4 separate regions of the Mus musculus genome follow, and all the other regions are linked to region 1. A link is a contact called in public HiChIP or PLAC-seq and promoter capture Hi-C data. All regions are on one chromosome and are shown on one strand. The core of a region is the stretch at or near the end of the contact, and the rest is flanking DNA. Distances in the headings are between cores, read along the strand shown.

Region 1 (6,397 bases), core at 1,392-3,891:
GTGTATGTGTGTGCTTTCTCTTGTATCCCTGGCTGTCCCGGAACTCAGTAGACCAGACTGGCCTTGAACTCAGAGATTCACCTGCCACTGCCTCCAAGTGCTTAAAGGTATGCACCACCACAACCTAGGTTACCAGGGTTATTTTTCTAATCTTTCCAGTGTCAGACAAACAACAACAACAACAACAAAACAACTCTGAACCAATATAATAGTGGCCAGGGAGTGGTTGTGTGGGTAAGAACATTTGCTATGCAAACATGGAGACCTAAGTTCAGATCCCCAACACCCATGTAAAAATAACCAGGTGTGGCCATGCATGCCTACAACCCCAGTGCTGGTTAGAAATGGACACAGGAAGTCTGCTAGAGCCTGCTGGCTGACAGCCTAGCCAAACCGGTGAGCTGTGGTTCAGTGAGAGACTCTGTCTTAAGAGAATAGCATAGAGAATGGCAGAAGATACTCAGCATCCTCTTTTGGTTTGGTTAATGTATACTTAAGTATAACACACACACACACACACACACACACACACGCACACACACACACACACAAAAGACAAAACAAAAATATAAAAAACCCCTCACATGTTAAATGCATATAAACATGGTTACCCATTAGAGTCATTAGGTGCTTTTATTAGGGCAAGCTGATTTAAATAAAGCACAGAATTTAAACTAATTTTTTAAGTGCAGTGATGAGTTCTCAGACATTACATAAATAACCCAGTCTGGGAAGGGTTCTGGGTAGTAGACAAATCCCTATGAGGACCTTCTAAAATTTTATCAAGTACAGAATCTATTCATGTCATTAAAACAATATCTGTGGGAGAGTCATATGATTCTTCCTTCCATAATATGTATTGAAAAATTCAGACTTGACTGCAAATAATAAAAATCTAAATTCATTTTAAAAATCCTAAGTAACTAAGAAAACATCTTGACTCAGGGAAATGACTAAATCTAGAGGATGACTTCTGGCTTATTTTGAACTCTTTCATAATGTGTCAGCTTCGCCTTCGGGTCAGCTTCCTTCACTGTAGAGGTGGTGGCTTCGTTAACTAAACCCACCCATCTCAGCAGCTAGTGTGAGGAAAAACTCCTTTTCATTCTCCTCCACACACAAGATGTGCCTGGCTGTGTTCAGTGTTTAATATTGTCAGTTTGACAGGATATAGGATTATCTGGGAGACAAGCGTCCAGGCGTGCCTGTGAGGGGTGATCTAGATTAGGTTAACTGAAGTGAGAAGTCCGGCTTTCACGTGAAGTCACACCCTTCTTAGGCCTGGCCTCCTGGTAAACAGGAGAAAGTGAGCTAAGTCCTAGCCTTCATTGTCCCCTTTGTCAAATAACTTCGCTTTGTTTAGAAGATACCTGAAGGCAAATGCTATGTATGGCCTTTTCGTGTGCTGATTTTCTCATAGAGCCTGGCTCAGTATCTACTTCTCGTATATTTACAATGAGACTCTGCAAACGTGGAAGTCAACAGATGATTTGTGTTAATTAGATCCTAACTTTATTAGGTATCAAACTTAAAGCATTGAGTCAGGTTCTGGTTAGGAGGTCTACTCAGGGTACAGAGCTTAACAAAAATACCTTCTGGGAAGGACCTAACACGGAGGGGAAACCCGAATGAGTTGGAACACTTTTGCTATGACACAGCATCTGTAGGCATTAACATTAAGAAAAAGGAGAAAAGAAACTTGGGTTTGAAGGTCCTTTGACAAATGTTACAGGGTAGCTTTTGGATCTGGGTGGACAATAATGACAGACCAATTGAAGTGTTATAAGAAAAGAGAACTTTCAACTCAAGAAGCTACTCTAGAGGTCCAATCTCTGGACACATTCAATTCAAACAGTAATATTTACTGAACGGATACTTTCTATAAGCCAGGTAGGATTCATCATGAAAGGCACAGAAATGGGTGAACAGGTCCCTCTAGAATCTCTAAAATATTTCACAGATTAAGGGTACACATATTTGTGCCATAAACCTGAGAAAAAAAGTTCTTATGAGATTCAAGGAATGTACAGGTCTTTTCTGGCTGCTTGATCTAGAAAGGAAAAAATTCACAGTTCAAAAATTAGTACAATATTTGTGGCAGAAAGTAAATACTTTAGTTTATCTGTCCTCCAAAATCTACTCTCTGAAAGGCTAAAAGGTGAGACCCGGGATGCCTTTACCGTTGGGTTAGCGCTTTCCTATGTAGTCTGAGTCTGGAAGAATCAATGAAGGGGGATGCCTCCAAGCACCTTCAAAGGACAAAGAGTCCCGGTGGAAAAGTTAGTCCTCCGAGGTGACTTACTGGCCTCACGGAATGGAAATATGTAAAACAGGTTTGTTAAGAAAGAATCTCCCCAAAAGGGACTTAGAACTCAGTCAGTGCTGGGGATGATTGCCAGGCACCAGCACGCGTGCTGGAGGAGGTCCTCGCGTGCCTCCGCTCTCCTAGCTCGCCCTCTGCCCTCTGCTCAGGTTTGTACTCCGCGCTTTCAGGGTTGGGGGGGCCAAGCCGAGTCAAGCGAGCCTGTGGACGCGCGCGCGCGCCGCCGACTTAGGCAGAGAAGGCACCTCCGCCCTCGGGAGCGCGCACGCCGCGCCGAGGGGCCGGGCGCGCGCGCTCCCGCCGACCGCCTCCTCCTCAGTCCGCCCCCTCCCTCGCCTCTTCCTGCCGTGCGGTCCTCTCCCCTCCCCAGCCCGCTCCCTCCGCCCCGTTCCCTCCGCCCTCCCTGGGCTTCGGCCGCGGCGGAGTGAACGGGACGGGCCCGGCCGCAGAGCTCTGGGCGGCGGGTGGGACTCGGGCGTCTGACAGAGTTGTTGTTCCGGCACGGCCGCGGAGACGTGAGGTGAGGTGAAAGCGGCCTTCGAGGGGGGCTCGAGGGCGGCCTGACGGCTGGGAGCCGCGCTCCGGGGGGTTTTGAGGTGGACCCGGCTGGTTCAGAGAGGGTCGGGGTGCGAGGCCCGGCCCGGGACCGGGATGCTGGAGCGGGGCGGAAGGCATCCGGCGGGCTCAGCACCGTCGGCCGCCTCCGGGACACCCGGGTTCTCCGTGTGGCTGGCTCGTCGCGGTGGGGCGGCCGGGCGGGAGGCGGGGTTGGCGCCCCTCACCTGGGGCCGGGTGGTGGCTTGGGCGGCCGCCGCCTCCAAGTGTGCCCTCCTGACATTGCCGCCGCCCCCGCCGGCGGTGGCCGGGATGTGGCTGCTGCTGGGCTCGCAGTCCCAGCAACCCCGAGTCCGGGGGGGCGTGTGGACAGGTTTATTTTCTTACCCACTTGAAAGCGTCGGTTGGATCCCGTGTCCTTCCCTCGCTCTTCCCTTTCCTCCGCCCCGCGCACTTTGCTCCGTTCCTGCTGGCGATGCTTGTGGTTTTGCTGTCTGGGATAGGCTGTTTTTTGGGCAGATCTCTACCTGCCAGGAATGCCCCGCTTCAAAGTTGACCGCGTGGGCCCCGACAGACACTCATCCACACCCACGCGCATGTTGTCCTCCGTGTCCTGATAACTGAGTCAAAGTTTCTGAGACCGAGCTGGTACTTTGCTCGGATCGCCAACGGTGCAGGGCTGGGCAGTGCGTCAGCATGTGGAAAGGGGCCACTGGCCATTGGGGAGGTGGCCAGGAGCAAGGAAGGCTGAACTGAGAAGTTCATTTGTGGTCTCAAGACAGTTTCGTTCAGGTGCTTATATATTCTTTTTGGACTTCTCAGAGTTGGTTATATCAGAAAAAGACTCGAATTTAGGCGATCGTTTTTTCAGAACCGATGGTATGCAAATTAAATGAACCGCTAACCTTTAATGGTAAGGGCTTGCTTGACCTGCTTAGTGCTGTTTGGAAACAGATGTCAAAGCATGCATTTTTTTTTCCAATGGACAGTTTAGATGATTTTAATGCATCTAAATTTTCTTGTGTATGAGAAGAGGTAGATAGTTGACTGTCACAATTCAGAGAACACAATTTCCTGAAAACCTTAAGACTTTTCTTGTAGTAGTGTTTACATTTGGCAGCCGCTGCACTTCTGTAGAATGTCCAGTAATCGTGATCAGGAGGTACAGACATGAAGTTTGTAGTCAAATTGGAAGTGGATTCTATTCGTGGAAAATACTAGTTTACAAGCTGCCTGGAAAGGGAAATTGGCCTGTGATTCATTGTCTTAGTTGTGTTCTCTATATGAAACTGACACTGAGGTTGAAAGGAGAAAGGCTAGATGAATTTAATATAGTATATGTTACTACAAAATGTACTTCTTGGGAAGCTAGCTAAGACTTTGAGTTAGATTGATGACCATATTAAATTAGTTCAAGATGTACTCTTAATATACTAAACCACCTGGGGAGAAATAGATGTGATTGTTCAGGGCTTATCTGTGAGCATGTTGGAAAGCTTAATTTGTGCTCTGGGAAGCTGCAAATAAGGTAGGAAGCTCCAATATTATTGAGGAAAATAGCAAATATACAAACAAGTGCAAAAGGTATGGCTGTAGACCTATGGCAGTTTTCTTTCTTTCCTTCTTTTTAAAACATTGGATGGGAAGTTCTGTATATTATGTTTGTGTTGTTCTGAGAATTTTTGCTTGTTTGATCATTCCCTCATGATTTATATCATTAGGGTGTTCTAAAAAATATTTGAAAAGTTGTATTATTTTTGTTGGGGTATTTATTTATTTTTTAAAGATTTATTTGATTTTATGTGTTTTATCTCCACACAAGTCTGTGCACCCCCTCTGTGCCTGGTGCCAGAGGAGACCAGAAGAGGGCATCAGATACCCTGGAACTGGAGTTACAGACAGTTGTTAGCAGCCATGTATGTCCTAGAATTAAAACCAGGTCCTCTGAAGGAACATCTAGTGCTCTTAAACCACTGAGCTGTCTTTGCCTTATTTACTTATTTTTTGAGACAGAGTCTTATATGGTAGCTCTGACTGACCTGAACTTACTATATAGCCCACACTGACCTTAAACTTATAGCAGGCCTTCTGCCTCAGCCTTCTAAATACATATTAGGATTATGGACATGAACCAAGCCCAACTATATTTGTCATTGACTTACAAAGTATTATTAAGCAAGTGAAACAAGAGTTTTCATTTCTGTCAGCTCATTAGTTCTGAATTTGTGACTTTTGAAAAACTTTGCTTTGCCTGAAACTTGACATGGTTTAATTGCTGTATATTTATTTGAACTCTCAGATACTGCAGTGAGGCTGAAAGTCTTAGGTCTGGGGGAGTAGTGAAAAGTGGAAATTCTGTAGTTCCAAGTACAAATATTATATGGGAGAGATTAACAGATTTGCATACTGACTCTGAAGGAAGGAACAGTTAGGTGTATAAAGTTCTTGCACTGGCGGTATAGAACTGGGAGTCTGTTTCAGCCTACCATTTTCTTTTTAAAAATTCTTGATAATTTATTATTATTTATTTATTGTTTATGTGCCTTGCCTGCATGCATGTGTACCATGTGTGTGTTCTTGGTGCCCCTGGAGGTCAGAAGACGGCATCACATCCTCTGTATCTGGAGTTAAAGATGGTTGTGAACTGCCATGTGGGTGCCTGGACCTTTGTAAGAGCAACATGTGCTCTTAACTGTTGAGCGAACTCTCCAGCCCCCAGCCACCATTCTTTAAGTTGTATGGAGATGAGGGCTTCAGGAGATTGAAGTCAAACAATAGGGTAGCCTTTGGGAGTCCCAGCACAGAGCTCTTCTCCTGCCCCTATGTCTTATAGGTTTCAATCAGTTTTTGCATGTTTATAACAGCTTTTAAACATTATTTTAAACATTTAATTTAACATTTAAACATTTTAATGATATTTATTATAAAATGTATTGCCAGAAAACAAAACAAAACAAAACAACAAGAAAAACATCAGACACTGAAATTAACCAGACCCAAAGTATAACTCTTGTCTCATATAAATGATTTAGTTCCAGAGTTTGAGATACAAAGACTGAACATAGGACTTTTAAATTTTTTTCCTAGTCTTTCTCAGACAAGATCTTGCTGTATAACCTATCCTGGGCTCCAGTGCGTATGAACTTAGTCTGAACTCGTGATCCTCTTTGCTTCTTGATAGCTGGGATTTCACCACTATGCCTGGCCAACCCAGGGATTTCTTTAGTTTTAAGCTATTTGTCATGACAAATGGAAACAGAAAAGAAAGAGTTGAACCCAAGTAACGAAGACATACTCATTAATTCTTTTTAAAAAAGACTTAATTAAATTTTTCTTTAAAAAGTTTGCTTATTTTGTGTGTGTTTACATGTCTGTCTGTGTATACCACATGTGTTTCTGGTACCCTTGGAGTTCAAAAGAGGGTATTGGATTCCTTAGAATTGGATTATGGGTGGTTATAAGCCATGGGTGCTGGAAATAAATTGTTTTTAACTCCCGAGCCACCTCTCCAGCCTGATA
Region 2 (6,397 bases), core at 1,985-4,484, 460 kb before region 1:
TACATAACAATGCAGGAGAAACACCTCAGTGAGCCCTGCCAAGGGGTCCCCTGAAAGACAGGCCTAGGACAAAAAGAAGTTTACTGGGGGAAGGGAGCCAAGGAGCAGAGCAGGAACGTGGAAAGGGGTAGAAGCAGGGAAAGGGAGACAGAAAAAGACAGAAAGAGAAGGAAAGAGGCCTCTGGGGGCATGTGAGGGAGAGAGAGAGAGAGAGAGAGAGAGAGAGAGAGAGAGAGAGAGAGAGACTCTGACCCCTATCACTGCGTGAAGCTAGGGAGGCTCCATTCTGCTGGCTGTCCAATAGTTTACCTTTACCGCATCGCTACCAACAATTCATTTCCTTTGTAACATGCATGGGTGATGTGAATAGTTATGCTGTCCCTATGACATTGTCTTAGGAATATTCTAGTATAATCTTTTTGGTAAATGTACATACAGTTTAAACCAACATTTTTTAATGTTTTTATTAACACACAAAGTGCTGGGTTTCAATATATACTTTGTTCTTGTTGATTTTTCTCCCTATACCTCTTTTCCTTCCTCCTTTCCTCTTCCTAAAAGTCCACAGACTAAGAGAGAGAGAGACAGAGAGACAGAGACAGAGACAGACAGAGACAGAGAGAGAGATTTTGATATTTTGAAGCAGTTAGAATTGTTGTGTGAATCAGACACCATCCCACTGGAAGTTCCTGCACTTCCTTGTTAGCCCTCAGGAGATAATTCTAAGGACCATGGTGTTCTCTCCAGCCATTAGGTTGTTTGAAAGCACTTCCTCCTGACGGCAGAGCCTTCAGTCCTTCATAGCAAAGGGTTCTCTTAGCCTGTTTCCTTCCCATGTTCTGGCCTATCCCACAGCGAGCCCCTCCCTTTCCCACTGTGCTTCTCACTGGTCCTTGAGAAAATGGTCTTCACTGTCCTCCTGTAGTGTCCTGGTTCCTTACATATAAGGCAAGGTCAAACTCACTTACCTACAAGGGTCAAACACAGTGGCCTTGTAACTTTATTCACATACTAAATACATGAGAATGTTCTTTGCTTTCACAGGGACATATACTATACCAGGCTTTTGCCTTGAATAAAATCGTCTTCATTGTTCATGTTCACAATATGAGGAACAGAATGAAGAAACAGTAATAAAGGAAAAGAAAAAGTCATGAAAAGAAAAGGCTATTTTGTAACCACTGTTTCCAAGTGGGCCTATAGCCTTCTGATGCTAGATCTGTGGACTTCTCAGAAGACAGAAATTTAAGTGTCTTGTGAAATAAACTGTGTTGTCAAAAATGTTAATCTCAACTGGGCAGTGGCGCACACCTTTGATCACACAGGGAGGCAGATCTCTGTGAGCTGGAGACCAGCCCGGTTTACAGATCATATTCCAGAACAGCCAGTGATACACAAAGAAATCCTGTCTTGAAAAACAATCAAGCAAACAGACATGTTAATCTCTACCTTTAAAGAATTCCAACTTTTGCCAAGGCTAGAGCACGGTTACTAAATCACCACCAGCAGGCTACTTCTGGCACTATAGATTGGAATAGGTGTTTATCTTACTATACTCGCTTAGTTTAAAGTGGTGGCTATGTAATTATGCCTTTGATAGAGATCAGCCACTTTGAGTCTGCATCCAGTCTCTTTATTGTGGTGTATCTGATTTTTAGCCCATCTTTGCAACACTGCTTATAGTTCCTTAAGGTCAAGCTACCCTGCTTCCCTACTGTGAAAATACATAATAAATAAAGTGAAGATACGTGCTTTCAAAACAGAAGGGTGGAGTCAAGCTAGAGATTAAGTTACCTTAACTTTAAAACGCATGGCAGTAATCTCTGTGAAGCAGGCAAGACCAGTATGCATGCAGACACAAAGACAGGGCTTATCACCATGATGAAAACGCAGGGTACAGTGGGTCGCTGCACTCAGCACCGCCACACGCTTTCCTTTAAATCCGTTGAGTCTGTTCCAGAGGATTCCTCACACCGAACAACAAACACTCACAGCTCCCCTGTCCATATCACCTTACATGATATCATAACTGCACTTTTCCTGTAAGAGCTGGGACTATGTCTCACATCAGGCCTCGCACGGTGTCTAGCTAGCAATAAGGAAAGTGAGAGTTACTGCGTGAATTGTGTCATCTAATAATAGCTACCACTCTGAGAGCACCTGCCATGTTCTAAGTAGTCTACTGTCCTGCAGGCTTCCCCAGGCTGGGCCACACAATCTGAAGCTGACCTCCAGGTAGCCTCACTTAACTTACATAAACTCGCTTTAGTTTCTCCAGCTAGGACTCGGGGCTTTCTAATACATTGTCCTCCACCACACCTTAGCGCTGGCGATTGGACCTAGGGCCTCCCACACTCCAGTCAAGCATCCTGCCGCACACCTGCTTCCTCATTCCCCTTTATTTTGAGACAGACTCTAAGTTCCCCAGGTTGGCCTTGAACTTCCTCTGTAGCTCAGAATTTACAGTCCTTCTCCTTTCTCCAGAGTAGTTGGGGTTTCTGGTTTGCGATCACCAGGCTGAGCTTCTAACAGATTCTGGTTTCTGTGCAGAATGTCTGCCATCTGTCTCTAATAAGGGCAGGCATCTTTCTCCACTTTGTGCTTAGGAAATAGGAAGTCAGTGGATCAAAATGTCCCATTTCTTCAGGTGGGAATTCACTTGCATACACTCGATCTCAAGAAGCCTGTTGTGAAACCTATATTTAAACTTTAGGAATAATGTGTTGAGCATTTTATAAGGAACTCCAGGAATGGGGAGGCAAAATTTAAAAAAAAAAAAAAACGGTTCTTTCCATTGCCCTCTTATTGACATTGGTACAGAATGTTTGCTGCAATAAGAAAGCCACTTCCTCTGACTTAGCCCACGTCACAAGTCTGGTTCTTGCCACATCCTGAAAAACTTCTGAAACCCAGGTTGGCTGAGTAGTCAGTCATTCAGCCAACTACTAGATGCTCATAGTAAAAGAGGGCTATACCCCAAGACCTCTAAATTGTAAGTCCAACAGGGGTGAGAATGTCAGAGGATTTGCGCTAATTCCGCCTTCTCCTAGAGCATCTTTGCAGAGCCGCCAGATCTACAAGTCCCCGCAATTCTCGGTCTTGCGCTTCCTTCCTATTGCACGTGGCCTTCTTTAGCTCCAGAATCTCCCTTGCCTGCAAGCTCCACGTGAAGAACCGCAGCCGCCAGACTCGCGGTCGCCCCACCCCGCCCCAGCCCCGCCCCAGCCCCGCCCACTCGGCCAGCACTGATCTAGGTCTCCGCAGGAGCCCGCCCGCTGCTCACTGCTGCGGCTGCGCCTCCTTGTTCTCAGCGTCACCACTGCCGCCATGCCCGGAGGGTTGCTTCTCGGGGACGAAGCCCCCAACTTTGAGGCCAATACCACCATCGGCCGCATCCGCTTCCACGATTTCCTGGGAGATTCGTAAGTGGCCACCGCGTTGCCCTGCCAGGTGACGGGTCCCCAGAGCTACCTGCCTCGCTTCTTTCCGGGTTGCGCTCGGCCGCGGCGGGTCTCTGGCTTAGCCCCTCACCGGTTCCCGCACGTGCCCGCCGCCGGGGTCCTGCCGAGCATCACCGGGCATTGCTGGGGACCTGCGACCTCTGCCCGGCCCTACGCCGATCAGCGGATCCTTCCCTGACCCAGCGTGGCTGGCCTGGCATGGGAAAGGAGGTCCTTGCCGAGGACGGTTTGTTGTCTGTTTAACCTGGTTTTGTAAACAGTGTTGGGTTTGTGTCGGGGTCGATCTGAAAGCCCAGGGGAGGTGGGGCAGGGTTGCTCGGTGTTTGAGGTCATTTCCCGGGACGCTTGCCCAGGGTCGCACTGCCCGCCCTCCTGCCGCTCTAGAAGTTGTACCTTGCGGAAGGTGGGTGCCTAAGGTCAAAGTTAGAGCACACAGCCACAAATTAAGGGCTGTCCCGACGTTATCTGGGTTCCTCTTAACTTCGGGGAGTGTTTGCGGACTTCTGAATTAAAAAACAAAACAAAACTACGGTGCCAAGTAAGTAGCCAAAAGACTTTTTGTCCAGAGCCTCCTTCAGAGGTCAAAAATAAGATTATATGTAACAGCTTTGGGAGCACCCAGAAACACTCTGTAGGCGTGACCGTGATTCTAGAAGAAGCAATGCTTTGAGGGAAAGGCTGCGACCATTTTGCCACTCTAGGCCATTCCAAGGCTAGGACACGTGTGCCTCCCCACTTGGAGACTCTTTTGTTTCCCAGTGGTCCCCTCCCCCTCTGCTTTGCATCAGCGCCTGGCCTTGCTGCTGATAACAACAGTGGTGGCCACAGTGGCTAGGTATGCACCGATTTTGTCTTAGTTTTACAGCTCCTGAATGCACACATTGTAAGATGCTTAGTTTCAGTCCGCTTTTTGCATACGCGTCAGGCTATGTTGTGGTTCTGGAGTTTCAGTGCCCAATGACACTGAATAAACAAACTCTTGGGTCTGTCTGTGTCCTTTTCGTATCTAGTATGTATGTATGTATGTATGTATGTATGTATGTATGTATGTATGTACGTGAGGACAGAGCAGTTTATGAAACTACTCCGTGACCAGGCAGGAAAGGAAGCATTAGAGAATCTTTCCTGAGGTGAGTTTGGCTCCTCCTGACTAAGGGGAAGCAGAGCTTTTAAAAGAGAAAGGTAGACTAGAAGAAGTAGCAAATGGAACCCTCAGGCCTTGCAGGAGAAAAGTCTAAAAATAAGCATGCCAGCCAGACTCATCACTCAAAATCTAGTGTTAATATTTATCCAAGACTGCCAACGATTTACACAGTGTTCCTTCCCATTCCTGTCTGCAGCCCACACCCCCAGGAAATGTGAGGGCTTGCTGGAGCGCTTCATCTGTAAGGATGAGAGATAAATATGAATCTAAAGCGCGTGTGCTGTGAAGATAGCCACACTATAGAGTCGGGGGCGGGAATCTTAGGGATTGTTTATTGATCTAGATCTGGATGCAACTGTTTTATTCCAGCTGCTGAGGAGACAGTTGGGAAGATCCTAACTTCAAGGCCAAGCCAACTTAGTGAGGCTTTGTCCCTAAATAGCAACTAAATAAGCAGATGAAGTGGCATCTTAAGATGAGGTAAATTTATGAACAAACATAAGTCATGATACGCCTGCAATAACCGAGAAGGACTTTTCCACCCTGTGTGTCATTTCTAATACAAGGGATTTGACTAGTGTTTCCAAACTCTGTTCTGTAGATGATCGCAAGTCAGTTTGCCCCTGACAGACTCAAAGATCCTTTGGAGGAGAAAAGGAAAATGAACTTTAAGCATTACTTAACCCCCTGATAATTAGAAACAGCTGAAGGTTTGGGGAGCCGTGTGGGTTTGAGTGGGTTTGAGTAGGTTTGTATGGTCTGTGGATGTGGAAGAGCATCTTATATATCCCAGGGTTCCTCACTGATCAAAACACCTGTGCCACAGGTTTTCTGGTAGGAGAGACGATTCTGTTAGAGGGAGGAAACCTTTTGTCTTTTGAAAATGAGGAAGGAAATGGCATAATGCCATTGAATTTCTCCAAAGGGTAGGGAGCCCAGGCATTCTTGGAATACCCTGAGGTCCGATCCGCTGGTGTGTGTGAAGGGGCGGAAATACAGTTCAGCAGCATGACTCGGCAAAACTCATTGCCTCGCAATTAAAAAAGTAAAATAAAATTCTAATTCATCACTCCTAGAACAGTACATAAAGAAATGCTGTTCCTTTTTTTCCCTGCAACTTACGGAGCCTTTCTCTTAAGTCTCATCTGACCACCATTGGTCCTTTTCCATAGAACCTAAGGCCTAAATATGGCAGCTAGATTAAAGATGTGTGTTGCTCTTCCTGCCCCGTATTAAAAAAAAAAACAAAAACAAAAAAACCCTAGCCATCACTCATCTCCACAATCTTCAAGCATTGCCTCAGGGCCTCCCATTCTTTTAGGCCTTGCCACCTTGAGTTGAGTGGCAGGTTAGGTGGAAGGCAGTAGCTTTGTCTGCTGTGTTCTTCGTGTTCAGCAAGGTTTGCCCGGATGCCCTGCATCTAGGCCAGATTGAGTAATCTTCTAGTTTGGGACCTTGGCCCTGCCCAGCTCCAGCAGTGGCATTGTAGAGGACTTCGTGCCGAGTTTTCCTTTGAGCTCGAAAGAGCTGTTGCCAAGGAGAAGGAGTTGTACTCTGGAAGTTCCTTGGGAACTCAGTTTGAATCATCCGCAAAATCTGTACAGTATTAACCTTAGATATGGATTCAATTGTAATCTTCACCTAAGTACTAAGTAGATGTGGGGGGAGTGTACATTGTAGGGTATCTGTATTTTCTACCTGCTTGGTCTAAAGTCAGAAACTGCAACTCTTAAGACGTATTTTGTCGTGGTGCAAATATGAGCGCCTTGTTTTACAGGTTAGGTCAGTCGAG
Region 3 (6,397 bases), core at 2,010-4,509, 400 kb before region 1:
AATTTCTTTGGCAGATTTCGACTTAGTGTCTGTGATTTTGCATGGTTTCTGAGAGGAGGCCTAATCCATTGGTCTGAGAAGACACTGATCCACCCCCCACCCTCACCTCAACCCCCAACCCCACTCCAACACCCACACCCACATCCAATCCCACTCCAACACCCACACCTACCCCCACCCCAACTCCAACACCCACACCCACCCTAACCCCCAACCCCACACCCACACCTACCCCTACCCCAACCCCACTCCAACACCTACACCCACACCTACCCCTACCCCCAACACCAGGTGGGAAGGGTAGGTAAGAGTTTTGCTGGTGATGCATCTCGCTCTGACCTCCTTCCTTCACACATTACGATGGTGTCACACAAGTGTGGATGTGAAGGGGAAAAAAAAACCCAACAATTCATAGAATAAGTCTATCGGAGTGACGTAGAGAAGGCACTATTGTCTCTAAACCACTTTCTTCATAATGACAACATCAATAATGCTGATCACTGATGGCACATTGAAACGTTAAAGATAGAAATATGTAAATAAATAGAATTTTATTAGCCTCATCAAAGACAAGACCAGCCAAGTACTAAAATTCTCTGAAATCTATACTGAATGCATATCAGGAAACTCACTTAGTAATGATGAACTCCATCCTCGGTTTAAAGCTTAAAGAATCCAAATTCAGGCCTACCGTGACCAAAGCAACAATGCCTGACATTCCGAAATATTCCACTGGGGAGAGAAGAAAGTGAAATAAATTTAAATGTGATTAAATCTATACACTGATTCGCCCTGAGGAAAAAATCAGTAGGAAAGGTGAAAGCAGCGTTTCTTATTTAGAAAGTTGCTTCAAGGGATTGGCTAATGCTGTAGCTCAGGGAATAGCAGTGCTTCTTCGGAGATGGGCAATAGAATAAACACCCAGCCTTTGTGAGCCATGGGACCTTCCTCAGCTATGATGCTGCAAGAAGCCGGAGGTAACATGCAGACGGTTGGCTAGCCAATAAAATACTACAGACTTTAGACTTCAAATAATCTTCATCTCCATGAGATATTATTCTTTGATTCTGCTCTTTTCATAAAGCTTTTTTTAGCTCAGAGCAGATTTGACCCAGTTTGCCAATCCTGCATCATCACTGAGGCTAGGGCGAGTGGGAAAAGAAATGACGTAATCTCCGCTCAGCACCTTGGGACTTTGTGCTGCATGGGCCAGGCGTTGCTGCTTCCTGGAGCATTTGCCCTTCTCTCCCCGACTAAATTGGCAATTCACTGGGCTCTAAATGTTGAAACATAGTCTAGGGAGAATGTTAGAACACAAAAATACTAAAGGTGCCGGGCTACAGAGTCTCCAAGGAGCCCAGGGTGACAGTAGACAGAAAGGAAGAGAAAGAACATCCAAGCAAGCAGTGGAAGAGCTTTCAAACAGGGCACAGCACGATGCTTATGGGATGTGACCTCCCCTTTCTCCATTAATGTCCCCACGTCTGCAAAGCAGGTGTTAAGTGGGGTGAATAGCACCTCACATCCTTATTGCAAGCATTAACTTAGATGATATGTTCCTTGGCATATGTGCATGGCAATGGATGGCCACTCTTGTGATTCCAGTATTAACCACTGTTGTGACTACTACAGTACTGATTTTAATCCACTGGTCTACCACTTATCAAAATTCTTTTCATTTATCTATTCACTTAACTTCACTTTGGATATATATATACATACATATACATATACATACATATATATATATATATATATATATATATGCACTTTCCTAACGAATTTAACTTCAACAATCAAGTTGAGTAAAGCTAACAGTTCTGCAAATGTTTTGATAGGGGACAACTGTCAAACTCTTATTTCCAGTTTCTTTGAGTACATGCTAGTTCTTATTTTTGTCTGATATACATATATATATATATATATATATATACACATATGTATATGATCTTGATTTATTTATTATCATATATATTCTTGCTGAGTTTTAAACACATTTTTATCAAATGTTTGTGTTTCTTTTTTTTAAATAAAGCTTATTCTTGTAATTAACTGCATCAGTTCTTAGCATGACTTCAAATATATTTCTGAACACATTCAAGAAATTGATTTTTTATAAAGTTACTGACTACCAATTTCCATTTCTTTTTTTTTTTAAGATTTATTTATTTATTTATTATATGTAAGTACACTGTAGCTGTCTTCAGATACTCCAGAAGAGGGCATCAGATTTCATTACGGATGGTTGTGAGCCACCATGTGGTTGTTGGGATTTGAACTCGGGACCTTCAGAAGAGCAGTCGGTGCTCTTAACCACTGAGCCATCTCGCCAGCCCCATGTCTGTGTTTCAATGACTTGAGCCAAAGTGACGGAACATTTTTGGTTATATTGATAAATGAAAATAAGGAACTTGTATTGTTAATTATGTGAGAGTCCCATCCCAACTCGAAAACGTGTGTGTCTGGGCTGGGAATCCTCTAACGTGAAAGGGAGGCTGAAACGCCTTCTGCGACCCGGTCCTGGCACTCTGCCCTTGGCTATCATCCATTTAATCTGTCTAAGGGGACACCAAATATTGGCTGCAAACACCTCCATTCCTATTAGGAAGAAGAAATGAACCAGCATTTATGAGCCACCCTGTCTTGAACACAGTAGGGAGCTGGCAAAGGCTCAAAAACAAGTGTCTGGGATTGGGGAGAGAGACACGCCCCGCCCCCCTCCAGGAACAACTGTCACTCAGAAGGAGGTGGGAGGAGCTGTGTACACAAGGAGCTCTTGCCAGTCCCTAGGGTAGCCGCAGCTCACAAGCATAGCAAGCTTCATTAATGCATGCAGTGCCTTACACAAATGGAGTATTGTTAGACCGATTGTATAGAAGAGACAAGCTTAAAGAGGCTAAGTATTTCCCAACGTTGCTGATTGACGGAGTATATCTGGATTCTGTCTACTCAAAAACACATTGAGAAGGAATGTTGGTTCATTCGATCAGCACGTATTAAATTACTGTCGGGCATTTGACCAACTCTAAGCTTGGCTGAAAGGAGGAAAAACTAATCGAGTGAAGAGCTGACTATGAGCGCCACTCATATTCAAGAGGCTCACAGTCTGGTAGGGAGGTGGAAAAACTGAAGTAAGGCATCCACAAAACTTTCACAAAGGAGCAAAGAAATAAAGCTGAAGGAAACGAGCATTCCGTGAATGTTTTCGCTAGTTTGACTGGCTCAGGGCAGTAAGCAACCACTAGGTGGCGATATATCTACAGGAAAAAGAAAACTGCCTTTCCTTAGCTAGAGGTGTAAGAGACGGCTGAGATCTTCATTGGTTAAAGTTGCTCCAGTGTATGAGGGGAGCAAAAGCAGTTTGGTCATAGTTAATATGGTTCCTGGGAGCTGAAACACCTCAAGTCCCAATTTTACAAAACTGAACTAACGGAAGGCCCACTGGGGCTGGGTACAGTTACTCCTGCAACTTACCCGATGCCCCAGCTTCTCTTCCTGACACAAGCACTCTTGATCTCCCCACTCTCGTTTCCCACCTTCTAGATTCAAGAAAAGATCGCTATTTGAAAGGACCTTTTAGTCTAGTGAGTGAAGGATGACGAGCTTGGAAAGCCCTCGGGAACTTCTCCGCCAACTTTTCCCATTTTATGGGGTGAGCAGCTCAAGAGTCCAGACAGAAACAACTCCATGACGATTCCGCTTCTAGGGCACTGCCATGGACTTACTGTAGGGTTAGAGAATAGAGCTCAAAGGGCTAAGAGTACCCAGACATAGGAGCGCAAAGACATGAGGTTACAATGAGAGGCCAGGAGAGAACTAGATCTGACAGAGAGGTGATGTGACAAAACACAAGTGGGTGGGTGGGGGGTGGTAACAGACAGGAGGAAGACATGAAGCAGGGGAAAGGAGCAGGGCAAACCAGGACTCCCAGGCTCTCTAGTAGGATGGCAGTTCTTGTGTTTGTTTGCCTTACCAAGGTAAAACGTCATGTACACCAGTGAGAAACAGAGAACAACGTTCGTCAGTGTGTTGCTAAAGAGGTCGGTCAATATAATCTGGATGACTCTCGTACACCAATAGCCACATATGGTGCTTCCAAAAACATCAAAGCTGAGTCCGATGATTATGTGTAACTCTAAACATAAAAGAAAGGAGAGAAAGGGGAGAAAGAAAAACGTGAGTTAACCATCTGGGTTTTGGCTTGTTTGTCTGTGTTGTTTTGTTTTTTTACTGACTGCACTCTGGTTTGTAAACAGGGGGCCTGTTCTTCCTCAGGCAGAGTGCCCTGTGAGAGTCTGATAAATCTACTTAATGTAGACTTCCCCAGGGATGTAAGTGAGCCCCCACTTACACGCTGGTAAACAATCCCAATGAAACTCCTTAGGTCACACACAGAAAGACATTAGACAGGAGGGCTGGCTGCAGAGAGGAACAAGGAGTGTGGGGAAAGAGACAGGAGAGACTAACAGGAGTGGATACGATTGAAACACATCATGAAAGCATAACTAAGCCCGTTACATGGTTAATGCGTGCTAATAAGCCATTTTAAAATTATCTACCTGATTTCCACCAACACTTCCTTATGCTTTTGGTCCTCCCCACCCCCTCTTGCAGCTACCACAAATGTGTCCCCAGGGCTCATGTCTCCCCTTCACGCTGTGCTGATTCCTGCCATTCTTCTCTAGCTACTAACGAGACATCTAGAAACCTGTCAGGGGAATGTATTCCGCATCCCAGGCACCATTAGCCACACAAATCTGGCTGTTGTCCCCCTAGGATTGTTTTACCAATATGCATTAGTTGTTTGCCTTCACCCTCAGATCTAAGACCACGCACAACTCTTAGCATCCACCAACTGAGATACATGCTGATCCCAGCTAGAGGGATAACCTGGGCCGGATGATGCAATTGGTCTATGTGTGTATGCATGCTGAGGGACAAGAGATGGGTCTTTTTAATTATTTCTTTTCCTTCTTTTCTTTTTTTTTTTTTTAGATTGTAAAATTATATCATTTCCTCCTTCCCTTTCCTCTTTCCATCCCTCCCATATACCCCAGTTTGCCTATTACAGATCAATCCAACACACACTTTGCATTTTAGCAATCACTAAAATGCAAATATGGTTATATTTTCTTGTTTACCTCACTTCTCATTTTAATTGATCAGAGAGCAATGTATAGAGAAAGATGCAGAGACAAATGCACTTTCGTTTCAATAGTAATCTTAGGAAGTATACAGACAGAACATCAACCATCTTACCTCTGAACATGGACGTGTCAGTTGAGTGACCTCGAAAAATTCCAAAGAAAATGCATGTGAAACTACAAATGATCAGCGACTCCCCTCTGATGATATCCGTGTACATCTTAGAAATACCTGGGAAAGGAAAAACAGGGTGTCATTTAATGTGGAGCGTGGAAATGATGCTCTCACGTAGAAAGCAGAGAAGAGATAGAACATGACGGGGGAAAAAAACAGAAAAAGAAGACCATTGTAACGGGCATGGGTCTGAGACAATTCCAGCTAACACTTTTTAAGTTTCCTATTCTGCCTTCTGACTTTTCAGTGGCAAAGGATATAACAGGAGCACCCTGGTACTGCCCTGTCCTGGTTTCACTTCTGCTGCTATGAAAAAAACAAAAATAAAAATCAAAACAAAAACAAAAACTTATATGATAAAAGCAAATTATCAGAAAAAGGGTTTTCTTTGGTTCACAGTTCCGGATTATAGTCCATCCTAGCAGGGATGCTGAGACACAAGGCATTTAGAACAGCTAGTCACTTCACATACATTATCAAAGGCAGAGAGAAATCCATGAGTTCAGACTTACTTGTACTCAGCCCTCTCTCTAAACTTACACAGGCCAAGATTCCCTGCCTAGGGAATAGTGCTGCCCACAGTGGCAACTATTATAGTGGGTCAGCACGATCTAGCTGAGTTTTGCTCTATCAATTCATTTATGTAGGCAATCATAGAGACTCTTTTCTCGGGTGACCTTAGGTTGTGACGAGTTGACAACTAAAGCCAACCTTTTGATACCCACTGCCTCAAATGTTTGTTCCTTTCCTTTTACCTTATGTTTGCATATAACCGTGTCTGGTTGCCTTTACGCAGTCACACATGTGAGGCATGAGGTTGATATTAACTACCTTCCTCAGTCACTCTCCCCATCACTTAGGTCTCTCACTGATCCCAAAGCATCACTGTTTGGGCTAGGCTGGCTTGTCAGCTGGCTCCAGGGAGTCTTTGTCTCTGCCTCCACCACACTAGGATTGTAGGTAACCCACCAAGTCTACCTGGCTTTGAAGTGGGTGCTGGAAGATCAGAACTATTGACATTACACAAATGCTTTACCTGCTGAGCCAACTATCCACCCTGCCATAAACACTTTAAAGC
Region 4 (6,397 bases), core at 1,803-4,302, 380 kb after region 1:
ATGTCTCTGAGAGTCCTGTTATGTTCAGTGATAGTTTGGGGGAGCTTCTGGAATCAGGATTGCAATTAGGTGATGATAAAAACATAATTTTCCATGTGCCCTAGTAGACAGTATTATGAATTATCTCTATTGATTGGCATGTTAGATTGTTGACGTTTTTATTACATTCAAATATTTATGGTTACTTTGTATTTGTAGAATAATTCAGATCTGTTAAATTTTACTTTTAGTATTTATTCTTCTAGTAATCTTTGCTGAACTATAGCAATTTTGTTAGGATTTTAAATGAATCCCTCTACTAAAATTTTTTACTTATAAATAGATTTTTACTAGAATTTTTCTAATTTTTCTAAATTTACGAAAAATTTCTAGACTTTTTCTTTATTGGGAAGTCTTATTGATTTTTATTTCCTCATGTAATCTGCTCAGCAATTCTGAATCAAAAGTAACTTATGTCTTCATTTTTAGTTAATTATCACAGAGGACTTTTAAATTATCTGTTGTTGTTATTAAGTGTGCTTTTTGTACAAAATAAACAAATGATTTTAATATGATAGTATGTTCGTGTTACAGTTTGTAATTGGGCATGGCAACTTTTTTTTTTTTCAAATGAATCAATCATCTTCTAAAACACCTATTTTTAGCTGCTTGGCTTTTATCACGTTTTCTCATTCTTCGCTGCTGAGTGGTGCCATCTGCTGTCTGTGGAAAGAAGGTCATTAGTTTGAACCACTGGGTAGGATGCTATCTATGTAATCTGTTTTTTGCTATCTATGATGCAAAAAACAGATTACATAGAAAGGGTTAGCAGAAGTGGGGCTGGCGACATGGCTCAGCAGGTAAATGTGCCTGCTGACAAACTCAATGATGACGAACCTGGGAACACAAATGGTAGAAGGAGAGAACTGGCCCCACTGCCTGTCCTCTGACACCATATGCCATGCTGCATGTGTTTGTGTATTAGCATCCCATACCCAAACACAAAATAAACACATTCTTAAAAATTAGAAGCAAAAGAAAAATGAATTTGAAATATGTGGTTTGTACCTGAGAGTAGCAGTCCTCAAGCCAGAGTAAGTAATCAGTTGATATATGTTTAACTTGTCCTTGGCTTGTCGGTGTCTGTGTGTGTGTGTGTGTGTGTGTCTGTGTGTGTGTGTGTATGTGTGTGTGTGTGTGTGTCTGTGTGTGTGTATGTGTGTCTGTGTGTGTCTGTGTGTCTGTGTGTGTGTGTATGTCTGTGTGTGTGTCTGTGTGTGTGTGTTTGTGTGTGTGTCTGTGTGTGTATGTGTGTCTGTGTGTGTTTGTGTGTATCTGTGTGTGTGTCTGTGTGTGTGTGTGTGTGTCTGTGTGTGTGTCTGTGTGTGTGTATGTGTGTCTGTGTGTGTTTGTGTGTATCTGTGTGTGTGTCTGTGTGTGTGTCTGTGTGTGTATGTGTGTCTGTGTGTGTGTGTGTCTGTGTGTGTGTCTGTGTGTGTGTATGTGTGTCTGTGTGTCTGTGTGTGTGTGTCTGTGTGTGTGTGTCTGTGTGTATGTGTGTCTGTGTGTGTGTGTTCACAGGTGCCTTTTCTTCCAGTTGCTTCTTAGCAGCCATAGCCTCCTGAAAAATCACTTGGTTTCTCAGTCCCTCTCATTCCTTTTATGTAAGAAAAGAATGTTTAAAACATAGGTCATAGGCTGGAGAGAGTCCACTGTAAGAGCCCCAACTATCCCTCCAGAGGGCCTCAGTGCGATACCCAGCATTCACATATATCTGTAACTCCAGAGGGCCTCAGTGTGATACCCAGCATTCACATATATCTGTAACTCCAGAGAGCCTCAGTGCGATACCCAGCATTCACATATATCTGTAACTCCAGAGGGCCTCAGTGCGATACCCAGCATTCACATATATCTGTAACTCCAGAGGGCCTCAGTGCGATACCCAGCATTCACATATATCTGTAACTCCAGACACAGGGGATTCAATAACCTCTTTGGCACACACATGATATACAGGCATACATGCAGGTGAAATATCCACTCACATAAAATAAAATAATATTTAAAAATTAAGTACAACAACAAGAAGAAAAGCAGTGTTGTAAGAATCAAGTGGGTTAGCACTGTCACATGCCTAGCACAGATCTTCCCTTTCACAGATATTATTCTAGTGAAACTATTTTCTATGAATTTTCTTTTTGCATTATTTCAGAAACACCATGATTTATTAATTTTAGTTAAGTGTGGTGGTCCACATTTCTAGTCCCAGCATTTGGGAGGCAGAGGCAGATGGATCAATGAAAATGGGTTCCAAGATAGCCAAGTCAATTTCAGAAAAATAAAAAGCAGGAGGGAATAGGGAAGTTTACTCTGATGTGGTTATTATGTAAGTTACAAACTCACACAGCACAAGAGAGTTCTCTCAGCAAGGCTTCTGAGGAAGCAAGCAACAACCAATACATCTGGATGGTCCCGGCTTTCTGCTTCAGGCATCCCATCCTGTACAGCCATTGAAACTGCATTCCACAGTGACTTCTAGACTTCACTACCAGCATTGATGTGCACAGTAGCATTTTTCTCTTGGTAACTGTTAATCTCCAGCAACATTGCTAAGAAAATGATGGGCAAGATCCAATTATTGTTCTTTAAGCACTGGAAACCCCAGCCCTGTAATGTCCACGTATTTCATTGGAAATAGTCACAATTTACTACAGATTTTATTTCTGTTTATATTTGTTTCCCAGATTCAGTATTATAAGAACCATAGCTTATGTGAAGCTTAAAGCAGAAGTAGGCAGCACAAAGTTCTTTAGTAACAGCCTATACAATGTACACTTAAACTACAAAATTCCCCCTAATTAAAATGTGTTTATTTATTCACCGTTAGGAGATTATAATGCTCTTGAGGAGAATTCACATGTGATCAAGAAACAATTTATAATCAGTGTGTATGAGGGCAGGTTAAAGGAGTTAGAAATGTTTAACTCAACAAGTGACAAGGGTACGATCTAAGCGTCCTGAATAGTGTGAAAGATTGCGACCAGATGTTTTTCATTTCCTGAGACCAGAACAAAAGGAAGTAAATTTATATTCTAGAAAAAGGAATTGGAACATTAGATGTGAGGCCACTACACACAGTGGAGCTGGAAGCATGGAAACTGGGCAGCATTTGGGTGTCTGGCTGTTTTTCTCAAACTCTGTTTGTTATCATTATCTGTTTCTTCTAGTTGGGCTCAAACTTGTCCCATGATCCTGTCTAGCTTAGGACAATTAGACACCTAGTGATGGAAAACCATAGTGCAAGTAGATCATGGAAATCATTTCTATTACTAACTAGAAATGAAGGAATAAATACCAAGGAGTAAACTCATCAGCTTCTATCATTTTCTGGAAGGAAAAGCTATAAACTCTTAACTCTGTCTATTTTTCAATGTTTTATTCTTTGATCTGTTCTTCTAAAATGCTAGCTACCTCCAATTTTCTAGTGACTCAAGCTTCTTTGTTTATTCAAACAAGGTCTCCTGTAGCCCAGATTGGCATCAAACTCACCACATAGCTGAGAATGGCTGACAACTTTGCCCTTCCTACTCTGCCTCCAAAATATTAGTAATGCATGCCTCATCATATTGAAACTGGCCTGGGTATGCTAGGACAACACTTTACAAACTGTGATAGTTTGTACCTGGTCCTAAGTTTTTGAGTTTCTTAAGACTAAATTACTGACCTGGTCATATTGTTTAGCTGGGAAAAGAGACTAAGTGTTCTCAAAAGGTTAAAGAAGAAATACACAGATCAACTCTCTTCAAAATACATAGCAGAGTCCATGGACCATTGGATAGGTGAAATTCCACAGAAGAATTCTGAATTTAATTTGGTAACATTAACACAATAATTCCTAGGACATTTGTGCTTACCTGTTTGTCAGACAGTGTTCTGCATGCTTTGCATATAGCTACCCATGTGTTCCTAACAGTGGCCATGTTAGGTCTGTGCAGCTTATGAGGAACCTAAAGTATGGAGAGTTTAAGTCCTATAGTTAAAAGGAGATGAGAAATGGATTCAGAGATAGGAAGGTGGGTTCCTTAGCCCAACTAAAAACTACCTTTCTTTCCCAAGAGGGATAAAGACAAGAAATGAATAAGATTTACTTCTGAAGGAAATATCTGTGACATTGCCCAGTTAAGCTCTAGAATGAGTATAAACTGGGACCGTGTACGGAAAGTAGTGAGGGCACAGGGAGCCAGTGAGCATTGGAAGCCCTACTTCACAAGCTGGTCCCTCATGGGCATGCCTTGCAGCCTTCCTGGCTGTAAGAGGGTGCAGATGCCCCTTCTCCTCATCTCTCAGCAGGGCTGCTCTGCTCCCACATACAGTTCTTTCCTCCCTGCACTGTATCTCAACCTTTGTGTTTGTTCCTTAAACCTTTTTCAAGCTACCACTGATCTGTCAGTTCCAGACCCCACCCAACTCGTGTGTGTGTGTGTGTGTGTGTGTGTGTGTGTGTGTGTGAGAGAGAGAGAGAGAGAGAGAGAGAGAGAGAGTGAGAGAGAGACAGAGACAGAGACACAGAGACACAGAGAGAGACACAGAGAGAGAGACAGACAGAGAGAGACATGGAGAGGGAGAGAGAGAAAGAAAGAGAAACCTTTACTGGTCTCTCCAAAGACTGACCCTTATTTCTAATAGTGGGCATCCCTGTGACACTTCCTGTTACCTCTAACACCTCCATCCATCCCCTTCTAATATTTTCATTCATTCTTTTTTTGTTTTGTTTTGTTTTTTTGTTTTTTTGAGACAGGGTTTCTCTGTGTAGCCCTGGCTGTCCTGGAACTCACTCTGTAGACCAGGCTGGCCTCGAACTCAGAAATCCGCCTGCCTCTGCCTCCCAAGTGCTGGGATTAAAGGCGTGCGCCACCAAGCCCAGCTCATTCATTCTTTTGAACATAAACTATACATGAACAGTAAATTAAGTCAACCTTAGATTCTGATGTAATGAGCTTATAAAATGTAAGTTAAAAATAGAAACGGTAAAGGACTTTGAGCAGAAAAATATTGATCTGATCTTCTCTCCCATCCTTTCTCTTTCTCCTGTCCCTGTCTCTCTCCTCTCTTCTCAACTTGCTGTATTGCCTGTAATGTCCCAGAACGTCTGTGTTCAAGCAAGCTTTCTGCTTCAGCCGGGCCACTTGAATGCTTGGGACTAGAGGTGCATGCCACCATATCCAGCATTTTTTTAAAGGGGGGCTACTCAGACTACTCCCCATACAGTAGTAGGGGAATGACTGGAGTTCCAAGAACAGAAACAAGGAGGCAAGGGCAAAGGCCTATCAGCAGGGGTCAAGGGATGGTGGGGCTGGAGAGATGGCTCAAAGGGCATGAGTGCTTCCTGCACAGGTAGGAGCACCTGAGTTTTGATCTTAGCATTCATATACAAAGCTGGCCTTGGCAGTGTACATCTCTAACCCTGGCATGTGGGGCATGGAGACAGGAAGAGGTCCAGATTCAGTAAGAGACCTCATCTCAAAGGAATAAAGCAGAGTGCTACAGAGTAGGACACCAGGTTCCTCCTCTGACTTCTGCACATACATGCACAGCATAGGCACCTATGTATGCATGTGCATGCATACTGTGTACATACATCACATATTTAACACAGACACACATGATGTCTTGCATAGACTGGGAAATTAGAGATAATAAGTAGTTGAATATGCAATATATTCTTTAAAATAAAGCTCCTGAGATGTATTGATGAGTGAGTCTGCATTGAATAAAAACCTTTCTGGTAGAACATCTGGGAAAAGTAGGCATACATGTTAAAGTTAGGTGGGGAGGACCTTTTTCTTCCTTTAATTTACTTTTCTTAATTAAAAATGCAGAAATGAGCTGGGCAGTGGTTGTTGCACACCTTCAATCCAGCACTGGGAGGCAGATGCAGTAGGATCTCTGAGTTCGAGGCCTGCCTGGTATACAAAATTACTTCTGGTGCAGCCAGGGCTACAGAGAGAATACCTGTCTCAATAAAAAAATACAATAAAATAAAATAAAATAAGGAAACTAAAGTAAGATAAGCATAAATGAGGCTGGTGGTATAGCTCCATGGTAGAGTTCTTATCTAGCATAAAAAAAGGCCCTGGGTTCATCTCCAGTAACATAAGTGCACAGACACACAGACATACACACGACCAGTGTTTCCTGAAGCTAGTTTTACACTGTTAAAACCTGCATAGTGGTATGTAATGAACTAAAACATATGAGGGATGATCACATCCATATTGGATTTCCTTACTCCTTATTCCAGGATGGGAGTCAAAAAATATAACATTTGACAAATCCTCCTGCCATTCTTCCCCAGTGTCCCTCGTTTATGTACTTAGGAGTCTTATACAGAGAGACGCTGAGGCACTTACTTACC

The links. Promoter capture Hi-C pulls out the DNA fragments that hold promoters and counts their contacts. HiChIP or PLAC-seq counts read pairs in DNA pulled down with a chosen protein or histone mark.
Region 2: a contact with region 1 is called in a promoter capture Hi-C map of erythroid cells, with 5 times the contacts expected there. The contact joins the promoter of Prdx6 here to the promoter of Rabgap1l in region 1. A contact is called at or near these places in 13 of 39 promoter capture datasets (the 3T3-L1 cell line, 3T3-L1-derived adipocytes, the HPC-7 cell line and 8 more), 2 of 484 Hi-C or Micro-C datasets (the N1E-115 cell line and uterus), 3 of 115 datasets of contacts at active chromatin or transcription factors (T-cell acute lymphoblastic leukemia, large pre-B cells and memory CD8 T cells) and 1 of 9 other capture datasets (liver).
Region 3: a contact with region 1 is called in a promoter capture Hi-C map of the HPC-7 cell line, with 5 times the contacts expected there. The contact joins the enhancer-like site here to the promoter of Rabgap1l in region 1. A contact is called at or near these places in 17 of 39 promoter capture datasets (the 3T3-L1 cell line, 3T3-L1-derived adipocytes, the HPC-7 cell line and 11 more), 6 of 115 datasets of contacts at active chromatin or transcription factors (astrocytes, bone marrow-derived macrophages, embryonic stem cells and 2 more) and 1 of 9 other capture datasets (liver).
Region 4: an H3K4me3 HiChIP or PLAC-seq map of bone marrow-derived macrophages shows a contact between it and region 1, with 5 times the contacts expected there. The contact joins the enhancer-like site here to the promoter of Rabgap1l in region 1. A contact is called at or near these places in 17 of 39 promoter capture datasets (the 3T3-L1 cell line, 3T3-L1-derived adipocytes, the HPC-7 cell line and 10 more), 2 of 484 Hi-C or Micro-C datasets (embryonic fibroblasts and muscle stem cells), 10 of 115 datasets of contacts at active chromatin or transcription factors (the 230-238 cell line, CD8 T cells, astrocytes and 7 more) and 1 of 9 other capture datasets (embryonic stem cells).

The regions. Positions count from the first base shown.
Region 1 is chr1:160,789,182-160,795,578 of GRCm38.p6, reverse strand. It overlaps Rabgap1l (RAB GTPase activating protein 1-like), which reads left to right and starts at 2,641. Exons shown (of 21, transcript NM_013862.5): 1 at 2,641-2,843. Gm37083 (a long non-coding RNA gene) reads right to left here and starts at 3,684. Exons shown (of 3, transcript XR_003948752.1): 1 at 3,266-3,684.
Region 2 is chr1:161,248,047-161,254,443 of GRCm38.p6, reverse strand. It overlaps Prdx6 (peroxiredoxin 6), which reads left to right and starts at 3,234. Exons shown (of 5, transcript NM_007453.4): 1 at 3,234-3,422. The coding sequence starts at 3,328.
Region 3 is chr1:161,192,538-161,198,934 of GRCm38.p6, reverse strand. It overlaps the pseudogene Gm6185. Among named protein-coding and RNA genes, the nearest start is that of Tex50, 36 kb to the right of the region's middle. Within about 2 kb of position 3,259, at least 271 of the 459 cell types and tissues checked have an H3K27ac peak or open chromatin away from gene starts, as enhancers often do. A contact at or near this core is called in the HPC-7 cell line, astrocytes, bone marrow-derived macrophages and 5 more, where this site is marked.
Region 4 is chr1:160,405,331-160,411,727 of GRCm38.p6, reverse strand. The region is part of intron 17 of Rabgap1l (RAB GTPase activating protein 1-like); the gene reads left to right. Among named protein-coding and RNA genes, the nearest start is that of Mir1927, 110 kb to the right of the region's middle. Within about 2 kb of position 3,052, at least 14 of the 459 cell types and tissues checked have an H3K27ac peak or open chromatin away from gene starts, as enhancers often do. A contact at or near this core is called in bone marrow-derived macrophages and second pharyngeal arch cranial neural crest, where this site is marked.